Linked DNA regions of Xenopus laevis: region 2 is linked to region 1. Evidence: chromatin contacts called from public Hi-C data. All regions are on one chromosome and are shown on one strand. Each heading gives the region's core, a stretch centred on a gene start, on an enhancer-like site or on the middle of the called end of the contact. The rest is flanking DNA. Distances are from core to core; before and after follow the strand shown.

The links. Hi-C and Micro-C count contacts between places; a contact is called where the count stands out from the background.
Region 2: a Hi-C map of the XL177 cell line shows a contact between it and region 1, with 5 times the contacts expected there. The contact joins the promoter of txnip.L here to the enhancer-like site in region 1. A contact is called at or near these places in 2 of 4 Hi-C or Micro-C datasets (the XL177 cell line and the XTC cell line).

The regions. Positions count from the first base shown.
Region 1 is chr8L:119,462,055-119,466,209 of Xenopus_laevis_v10.1, reverse strand. No RefSeq gene overlaps it. Among protein-coding and RNA genes, the nearest start is that of polr3gl.L, 30 kb to the right of the region's middle. Within about 2 kb of position 1,294, at least 1 of the 7 cell types and tissues checked has an H3K27ac peak or open chromatin away from gene starts, as enhancers often do.
Region 2 is chr8L:119,549,586-119,554,094 of Xenopus_laevis_v10.1, reverse strand. txnip.L (thioredoxin interacting protein L homeolog) reads left to right here and starts at 2,034. Exons shown (of 8, transcript NM_001093153.1): 1 at 2,034-2,462; 2 at 3,064-3,136; 3 at 3,231-3,378; 4 at 3,797-3,899; 5 at 4,263-4,509. The coding sequence starts at 2,222.

The sequences.
Region 1 (4,155 bases), core at 45-2,544:
CGAGCAGGTACTGTGGGCACCCCTGAAACTGTACGTGGGTCAATGCAAGGTATAGACACCTTTATATTCTGTTCATTATGTCAGTGAGTCCAGAGAATCAGAACAGGAGGAAAGAAGAAGAGCTGTGGCTTCACTTCGGCCGATCCATCATCCATGTGTCATATATGGGGCATAAACAGATACTTTTTTTTTTTTAAAGGGGATGTTTCACCTTCAAGCTAACTTTTGGTATGTTATAGAATGGCCAATACGAAGAAACTTTTCCATTGGTCTTCATTATGTATTTTTTAGAGTTTTTGAATTATTTGCCTTCTTCTCCCGACTCTTTCCAGCTTTCAAATGGGGGTCACTGTCCCCATCTAAAAACAAGTGCTCTGTAAGGCTACACATTTATTGTTATTGCTACTTTTTATTACTCATCTTTCTATTCAGGCCTCTCCTATTCATACTCCAGTCTCTTATTCAAATCAATGCAGGGTTGCTAGTGTGATTTGGACCATAGCAACCAGACTGCTGAAACTGCAAACTGGAGAGGCGCTGAATAAAAAGCTAAATAACTCAAAAACCACAAATAATAAAAAATGAAACCCAATTGCAAATTGTCTCAGACTATCACTCTCTACGTCATAGTAAAAGTTAATTTAAAGGCGAACAACCCCTTTACACATACTCGATTCCCATAGTACACAGATACTGGTCAGGATTGGCAGGCACCACATGTACTAAATATCATATGAATATCTGTCCCCACCCTTTTTTTTTGTTACCCGTGAGCCACATTCAAATGTAAAAAGAGTTGGGGAGCAACCAGTCTCGTAACTAAATGTTACTGGGCCCCACAGCAAAATAATTTTAGTGCCCCCAACATATCCAGAGGTTGTTCTGTTTTACTAATATATGCTGAAAATTCTCTTTATTTGGGCCTCATGGGGTCCTCTATACCTTCAGGGTCTGCTTCCTTTGTAGTTACACCGCTGGGAGCAACGCAAACATGAACAAAGTCACTGGGTTTAACAATAAAGGCTGTGATTGGCTGTTTGGTAGCCCCTATGTGGACTGACAGCCTACAGGAGACTCTATTTGGCAGTGCACCTGGTTTTTATACAACTAAAACTTGCCTCCAAGCCTGGAATTCAAATATAAGCTCCTGCTTTGAGGCCACTGGGAGTAACATGTTGCACCTGAGCTACTGGTTGGGGATCACTGCTATAGACTAAGCCAGGGGTCCCCAACCTTTTTTGGCCTAGGGACCGGGGGAGGAGGTCGGGGGGGGCTGGGAGTGCCGGCGTCCTATCCTGGAGCGCCGGTGCCCTATTCTGGAGCGCCGGCATCCTATTCTGGATTTTTTTTTAGCCAGCTGCAAGGAATACAATGAAAGCAAACATCTGATTGGCTGCTATGGGAAACTGCCCATGTGGAAATTTGCCAAGTGTTTATAAATGACCCCCACTATGAATATGGCACCCGCAGTGACAGATGGGCAATCAAGTCAGTACTGCCATAATCATGGAGAACTCAGTTCTACATAAGGATCTCTGTTCACGTCAGGTCTCTGATACTCAGAAAGTCACAGGGATAACAGAATTAAAGGAGAAGCAGAGCTACGGAGGCAGTTTATTGCCAATAGATTAGCTGTAATAGTGCAAGCTAGCATGCTACATTTATTCTGTAGATAGCTTAGGATAGCAGCTGCAGTATTAGCTTGGTGTGACATCACTTCCTGCCTGAGTCTCTCCCTGCTCACTTATAGCTCTGGGCTCAGATTACAGCAGAGAAGGGGGGGGGGGGAAAGAGGAGCAAACTGAGCATGCTCACGCCTGGGGGAAGGAGGTTTAAGCTGAAAACAGGAAGTCTGATACTGAAGCCCATGAGTACACAATAAAAGGAAAGAAATGTGGTGTTTCTTTTGACAGAGGACTCAGAGCAGCATTACTTTGAGGGTTTACTGGTGTATTTATAATTTTTATATAGACCTTTCTGATACTTACTTAATTTTAACCTTTCCTTCTCCTTTAAAGGTGAGGACAGGGTGTGGGATGTTATTTGCCTGGTATTGGGCACTCAGTGTGTAAAAGAAACGGATCCGCACACACACCGATTAGTGCAGTTGGGGATTATCCCCTTTTATTCAGCCATCAAACATCCTGATGAAGGGTGGGTGTTCCCCCCCCCGAAATGTTGATGTTTGGTGGCTGAATAAAAGGGGATAATCCCCAACTGCACTAATCGGTGTGTGTGCGGATCCGTTTCATTTACACATTGGTTGCTAAGGGACCCGGCCGGGTCAACGGAAGGAACGCACCACCAGCTTGCAGGATTGGTGAACTACAGGTGTGCGGTAGGATAATTACATTGTAATCAATATTGGGCACTCAGTGTCATATACCATAAATATCTGTAGGTGGGTAGCCATATGGATTCCTATAAAGTGCATGTTCCTATAAATACAGTATATTGCCAGAGTATTCAAATCTGCCATCATCCTTCAAGAGCCATTGCTTGAGATGTCAGAGGAGAACTATTGCCTCTTTGGGGTTCTTCTTTGGGTTTACAAGGAGCGATTCAGTATGGTCCTAACAAAACACCTTCCAGTACAATTACTAGAGAGTCAGTGGATATAAAGGAAAAGGTGCTGTTGGTTTGGTTGTAATAAGAGTTGCAGGGACATCTAGTGGCTGTTCACAATAAAACAACTTAATTAGGGGTCTTTAAATAGTTCCGATATTTAAATAATCAGTTAATAATGGGCCAGCTGGGTCCTGCCCCAAAGCACTGACAATCAACGGGACACTGTTACAATATGTATTATTACAATTAAAATGAACCCATTGCGTTATAACAACACATCTGAAATACCAGTTATTGTCTGTAAAATACACACACATCCCTTCTGCTCATTTCAGCAAAGCCAGTCCGTAATAGATGAGACATTCTCGCCGATAAGCTCTTCACTTCCTACATTATTATCACAGAATCAAAGAACACTCGGGACACAAGGTATTAATATATGGCAAATACTCAAACATACACGTTTTTACTGTTTTATTATTTCAAAGAAAAAATAAATCATTTTTAAAAGTAGGGATTATAAGGATAAAATGGAGTCTATGGGAGATGGGCCTTCCCATATTTCAGAACTTTCTGGTTAACAGATCCCATAAAAGCCCTATTTACATAGCTTGTGTTGCAGACACAAACACATGATGGGGCAATGTATCATGTGACTTGTACATGGGATGAATGACATTTAAATAGAATATTTATATGGAACATTTATATTCTTTTACATGCAGAGTTAAAGGCAACTAAACAACCTGGAACAAACCAATGTAATGAAGCAATTTTTTTCTGAGCACATTGACAACTGACATTTTTCCCCAAATATGCAAGATTTTAGCAGTTTTCACTACTAATATAATGAATTTGCAGCAGCGCCCCCTGCTGTTCTGTACTGTGCAGAGAGGAGTCTCAGTACTCCTTTAGGCATGGACACTTTCTGCACAGCACAGACAGGGGCTGATTAATAATTATCCTTCTAGATTCCCCAGTCCCATAATAAACCTGCCCCTAATTCTTTGTGTGTGTGTGTGTGTGTATATATATATATAATACACAAAAGCCATGAATATCTTGTAAATTATATACTTATAAACGGTGACTAGTGATGTCATCAGTTATAAACGGTGAGTAGTGATGTCATTTCTGTCACATGACTCACTGAAATTTGTGTATTATAATAAATAAAGTACCCCCAGTTGTAAAATATGAGGATATTAAAAGTTACCTCAGAGTTCCATGACCTGTATAAAAACACTCGGCCTTCGGCCTCGTGTTTTTATATGGTCATGAAACTCCTCGGTAACTTCTAATATCCTTATATTTTACAAGAGGGGGTACTTTATTCACTATATATATATATATATATATATATATATATATATATATATATATATATATATATATATATATATATATATATATATATATATATATATATATATATATATATATAAAATATACTGTATATATTTATATTTATATACAGAAAAGCCATGAATTTCTTGTAAATTATATCCTTATAAACGGTGACTTGTGATGTCATCAGTTATAAACGGTGAGTAGTGGTCATTTCTGTCACATGACTCACTAAAACTT
Region 2 (4,509 bases), core at 785-3,284, 87 kb before region 1:
CTGTGACCCATTAACTTCTTTCTCCACCAGCTTACACACTGCCTGAAACACAGGGTCGACTGGGCTGGTGGAACACTGGGTGGGCCCTATCCATTGAGGGCCCCATGGCTCCCAACAACCCAGGTCTGCTCCCTCTTAAAAAGATCTCCCTGCACCAGGAACTGCAGGTGCTGATGTTCCCCTTCCATTGCTGCCGAAAATGAAGAGCAATAAGTGGTGCTCAGTGAGAGGAGGAGGTTGGTTTTGAATGAACTGGAGTGGTCAACTGGGATGGGGTCCCCCAGGTGGCAGCCCTGGTGGGCCCCAGACACCCCACCCAAAAGTGGCATCAGCTGAGGCTGAGGGGGTGGCAAGTAAGGCAGAGAAGCCTACTATGAGACCCGTGACCTAAAATTCCAACTTGCAACCTTAAAAAGGATGGTAACACTTAGGTACTCTCAGGTACTCAAACCTCTGCAGGAATCTACTGTGGGACAACGTATATATTAGTGAAACTGTGGGACAGTCTGTGGAACTGTGGGACAGTTTGTATAGTAGTGGCGAAACTGTGGGACAGTCTGTATAGTAGTGGCGAAACTGTGGGACGTTGCGTATAGTAGTGGTGGAACTGTGGGACGGTGTGTATAGTAGTGGTGGAACTGTGGGACGGTGTGTATAGTAGTGGTGGAACTGTGGGACGGTGAGTATAGTAGTGGTGGAACTGTGGGATGGTGCGTATAATAGTGGTGGAACTGTGGGACGGTGATTATAGTAGTGGCAGAACTGTGGGACGGTGAGTATAGTAGTGGTGGAACTGTGGGATGGTGCGTATAATAGTGGTGGAACTGTGGGACGGTGATTATAGTAGTGGCAGAACTGTGGGACGGTGCGTATAGTAGTGGTGGAACTGTGGGAAGGTGCGTATAGTATTGGAGGACCTATGGGAAGGTGTGTATAGTAGTGGTGGAACTGTGGGACGGTGAGTATAGTAGTGATGGAACTGTGGGACGGTGATTATAGTAGTGGCAGAACTGTGGGACGGTGCGTATAGTAGTGGTGGAACTGTGGGAAGGTGCGTATAGTATTGGAGGACCTATGGGAAGGTGTGTATAGTAGTGGTGGAACTGTGGGACGGTGAGTATAGTAGTGATGGAACTGTGGGACGGTGATTATAGTAGTGGCAGAACTGTGGGACGGTGCGTATAGTAGTGGTGGAACTGTGGGACGGTGCGTATAGTAGTGGTGGAACTGTGGGAAGGTGCTTATAGTAGTGGAGGACCTATGGGAAGGTGCGTATAGTAGTGGAGGACTTATGGGAAGGTGTGTATAGTAGTGGTGGAACTGTGGGAAGGTGCGTATAGTAGTGGAGGACCTAGGTGAGTATAGTAGTGGCGGACCTGAGAGACGGTGTATATACATGTAGTGTAACTGTAGGTGTAGTAGTGTGTCTGTGGGAGATTGTGCATACAAAGCTGTAATTATGTGAATATATAAAGTATCTGGAACCAAGAAATAAAATGTACAGAGCTTAGTTCTGGGAGTAGTTCAGCAGCAGCTCCACATTAGCACGTAGGGCAGCCTTGAGCTCACGGTAACAGGTATTACTGAGTGCAGCTGCACAGAGATTTAATAACGATAGTACTTGTTCCAGTTCCATTATACCGAGGCGCCACACAATACAGGAGTACCCCGTACAGACGGCACTAGGCAGAACAGTAAACAACCCCCCGCAGGCAACGTGCCCAGTCTCGTCACCGTCCCACACACACATCCCGGCCAGCAGCCGCCGTGACAAACAACCTCAGGAATGAGACGCAGGCTCCGCCCCTCCGTTCTCCTTTCTCCAGCTTGGCATGCCGTGTTCACGCGCTGCCTGGCGGCTCCTATTGGCCGGCCGCTCCGTTAACAACATACCGCGGACCAATGAGAACCGTGTGCACGAGGCGAGCATGGGGAAGCTGTCGGCATGCACGAGGTGGGCGGGGCGGGAGCGCAGCAGCGCTGATATAAAGGGCTGATTTCCTGGTCTTGTTTACAACCTGTTAGAGAGGGTGGTGGGACTTGTAACCAGTGCAAGAGCTTTGCAGGGTTGGAACGTTCACACCACTGAATTGAAACTAAAAGCACTTTCTTCCTTGTGTGATCCATATCCAGGGACTATTATTCATTCATTGTCTGTCAGGTTGCACGCAGCAGCCCAACTGTCATTACAAGCATCTTTGGACTATCCCTATTTGCCACCATGGTTGTCTTCAAGAAAGTCAAGTGCTTTGAAGTGTCTTTCACCGACCCCCAGAAGGTTTACTGCGGTGGGGACAAAGTAACGGGCAAAGTCCTGGTGGAGGTGGCGGAGGTGACCCGGGTGACGGCGGTGAGATTGTTGGCGTGCGGGGTGGCCAAGGTATTGTGGTCCCAGAACTGCAAGCAGGAGATGGAGTACCTGAGATACGAGGACACCCTGCAGGTGGACGATCAGACCTTAGGTAAGAAGCAGAATGTGGACCAATGGTGGGAGGGAAAGAATGAGGTTCTGTTAAATGTGAATATTTTCATTTTAATTTGCTTGCCTGATGCTTTTGGGCAGGAAGTGGGTTTGCTGTCCCTTTAAATGTCCCTTTAAACTACAGCAGGACTACATACCCTTTGAGGATGTTCGATTTAATATCCCGTGTTCGCTGTTATGATTCTGGTCATCAAATGCAGCACCCGTGTGCTATGTAACAATCAAATGGACCTGAATAGGGGACTTGGGTGTCAGACATTCCTGGTATGCAGAACCTGCTACTGCCCCAGTCCTACGTTCCCATTGCACTGGCTCATTACTGTATTTGAGAAATATGATGCTTGTGTGAAAACTACAGAGGCTATTAGCAGGACACTGTTGCCATGGTAGGGTTTGTTAGCCGGAACCAAGCTGTTGGATTTTGGCCCAGTATCATAACGGGAGATTAATAGTATCCTGCCCTATTTATAAAGTAGATGTCCTGTTCCTTTCTGTTCAATGTAGTGCTATATACCGTGCTTTTTGTTACTTGAAGAAACCTTACACTGACCTATATCTTAATTTCTATGTCTCTCTAATAGATTCTGATGGATCTGTCCTTATGAGGCCAGGCAACTGCTACGAATACAAATTTGGATTGGAGCTGCCCCAAGGGTAGGTATCCTGCTTTTATAAAAATGTGACTGACGTTTAGCCGCTTGGTACTTGTTAAATAGGAAGTCTTACACAATCCTCTATTTCTTTGCAGTCCTTTGGGGTCAACATTCAAAGGAAAGTATGGTTCTGTCAAGTACTGGGTCAAAGCTTTCCTCGATCGGCCATCCCATCCTCCCCAGGAAGTAAAGAAGTCCTTTCAAGTCGAGGACTCTGTGAACGTTGACACTCCAGATCTCATGGTAACTATATTATTTTATATACTAATGCACGTAGAATGGCAAGACATTATGTATAGGGGGAATCTGAAGGTACATTCTAAAAATATTTTGGTTAAGCCTTCAATACCTTTGGGCATTTTGGGACATTTTAACCCCCAGCCTGTAATGGAAATAAAAGCAAGCCATGGTTTTTATCTCAATACGTTGCAATAAGTGCTTATATTGCTGGTGCTCCAGTAGTAAGTAGTCTTGCATGCTTGGTTTATCTGGAGAGTGATCTCTTGCCCTTTCAGCACTTACAGGTCAGGTTCATTGACAGAGCAGCTAATGGGATTGTAGATTAGCTCCGGGGTCACAGGGTCAAAGCAGTAGCCGTCCGTGTCTATATCTTCAGCAGCTCAATAGAGCATCACTAATCTGGTTTGTTTCTTCCTGGCAGTCACCAGTGTCAGGCAAAAAGTACAAGAAGATGACGTGCATGTTCATTCCTGACGGCCACATCTCTATGAGTGCCTGCATTAACCGCAAGGGATTCTGTGAAGGTAAGGTTCTTTGTTACCTAAAGTTTCTACTTTGTACTTCTGAGGGTTTGAATCTGAAAAGCTAAATACATACTGTTGTATTCATTGTTGTATACTTGTAGACAGTGATTGGCCATGTTTTAGGTGGCAAATAGTCGAAATTCGAGTTCTTAAAGGGCCAAAGTATGATATTGAATACAACTCCCAAGTAGAATTTGACCATTTAATTTTTCAATTCGTTTGCGTAAGGTTTCAAACATACCTATTTAAAACCTAAATGAAATCCGGTCAGACCTGCAGGTAGTTGAAAAGACAAAAGTTGCAGACTAGTTCTTGCATTTAAAAATGGCTGCTCTCTTAACCTGATTTATCCTTCCTTTATAGGTGATGACATCTGCATCTCTGCCGACTTCGAGAACACCTGCTCCCGCATTGTTGTCCCTAAAGCGGCCATTATAGGCAAGCACACCTACCTGGCCAATGGTCAAACCAAAGTCTTCACCCAGAAATTATGCAGTGTGAGAGGCAATCACATCATTTCCGGCATGACAGACTCGTGGAGAGGGAAAAGCATCCGAATACCCAAAATCAAGCCTTCCATCTTGGGATGTAATATCCTGCGGGTTGAATA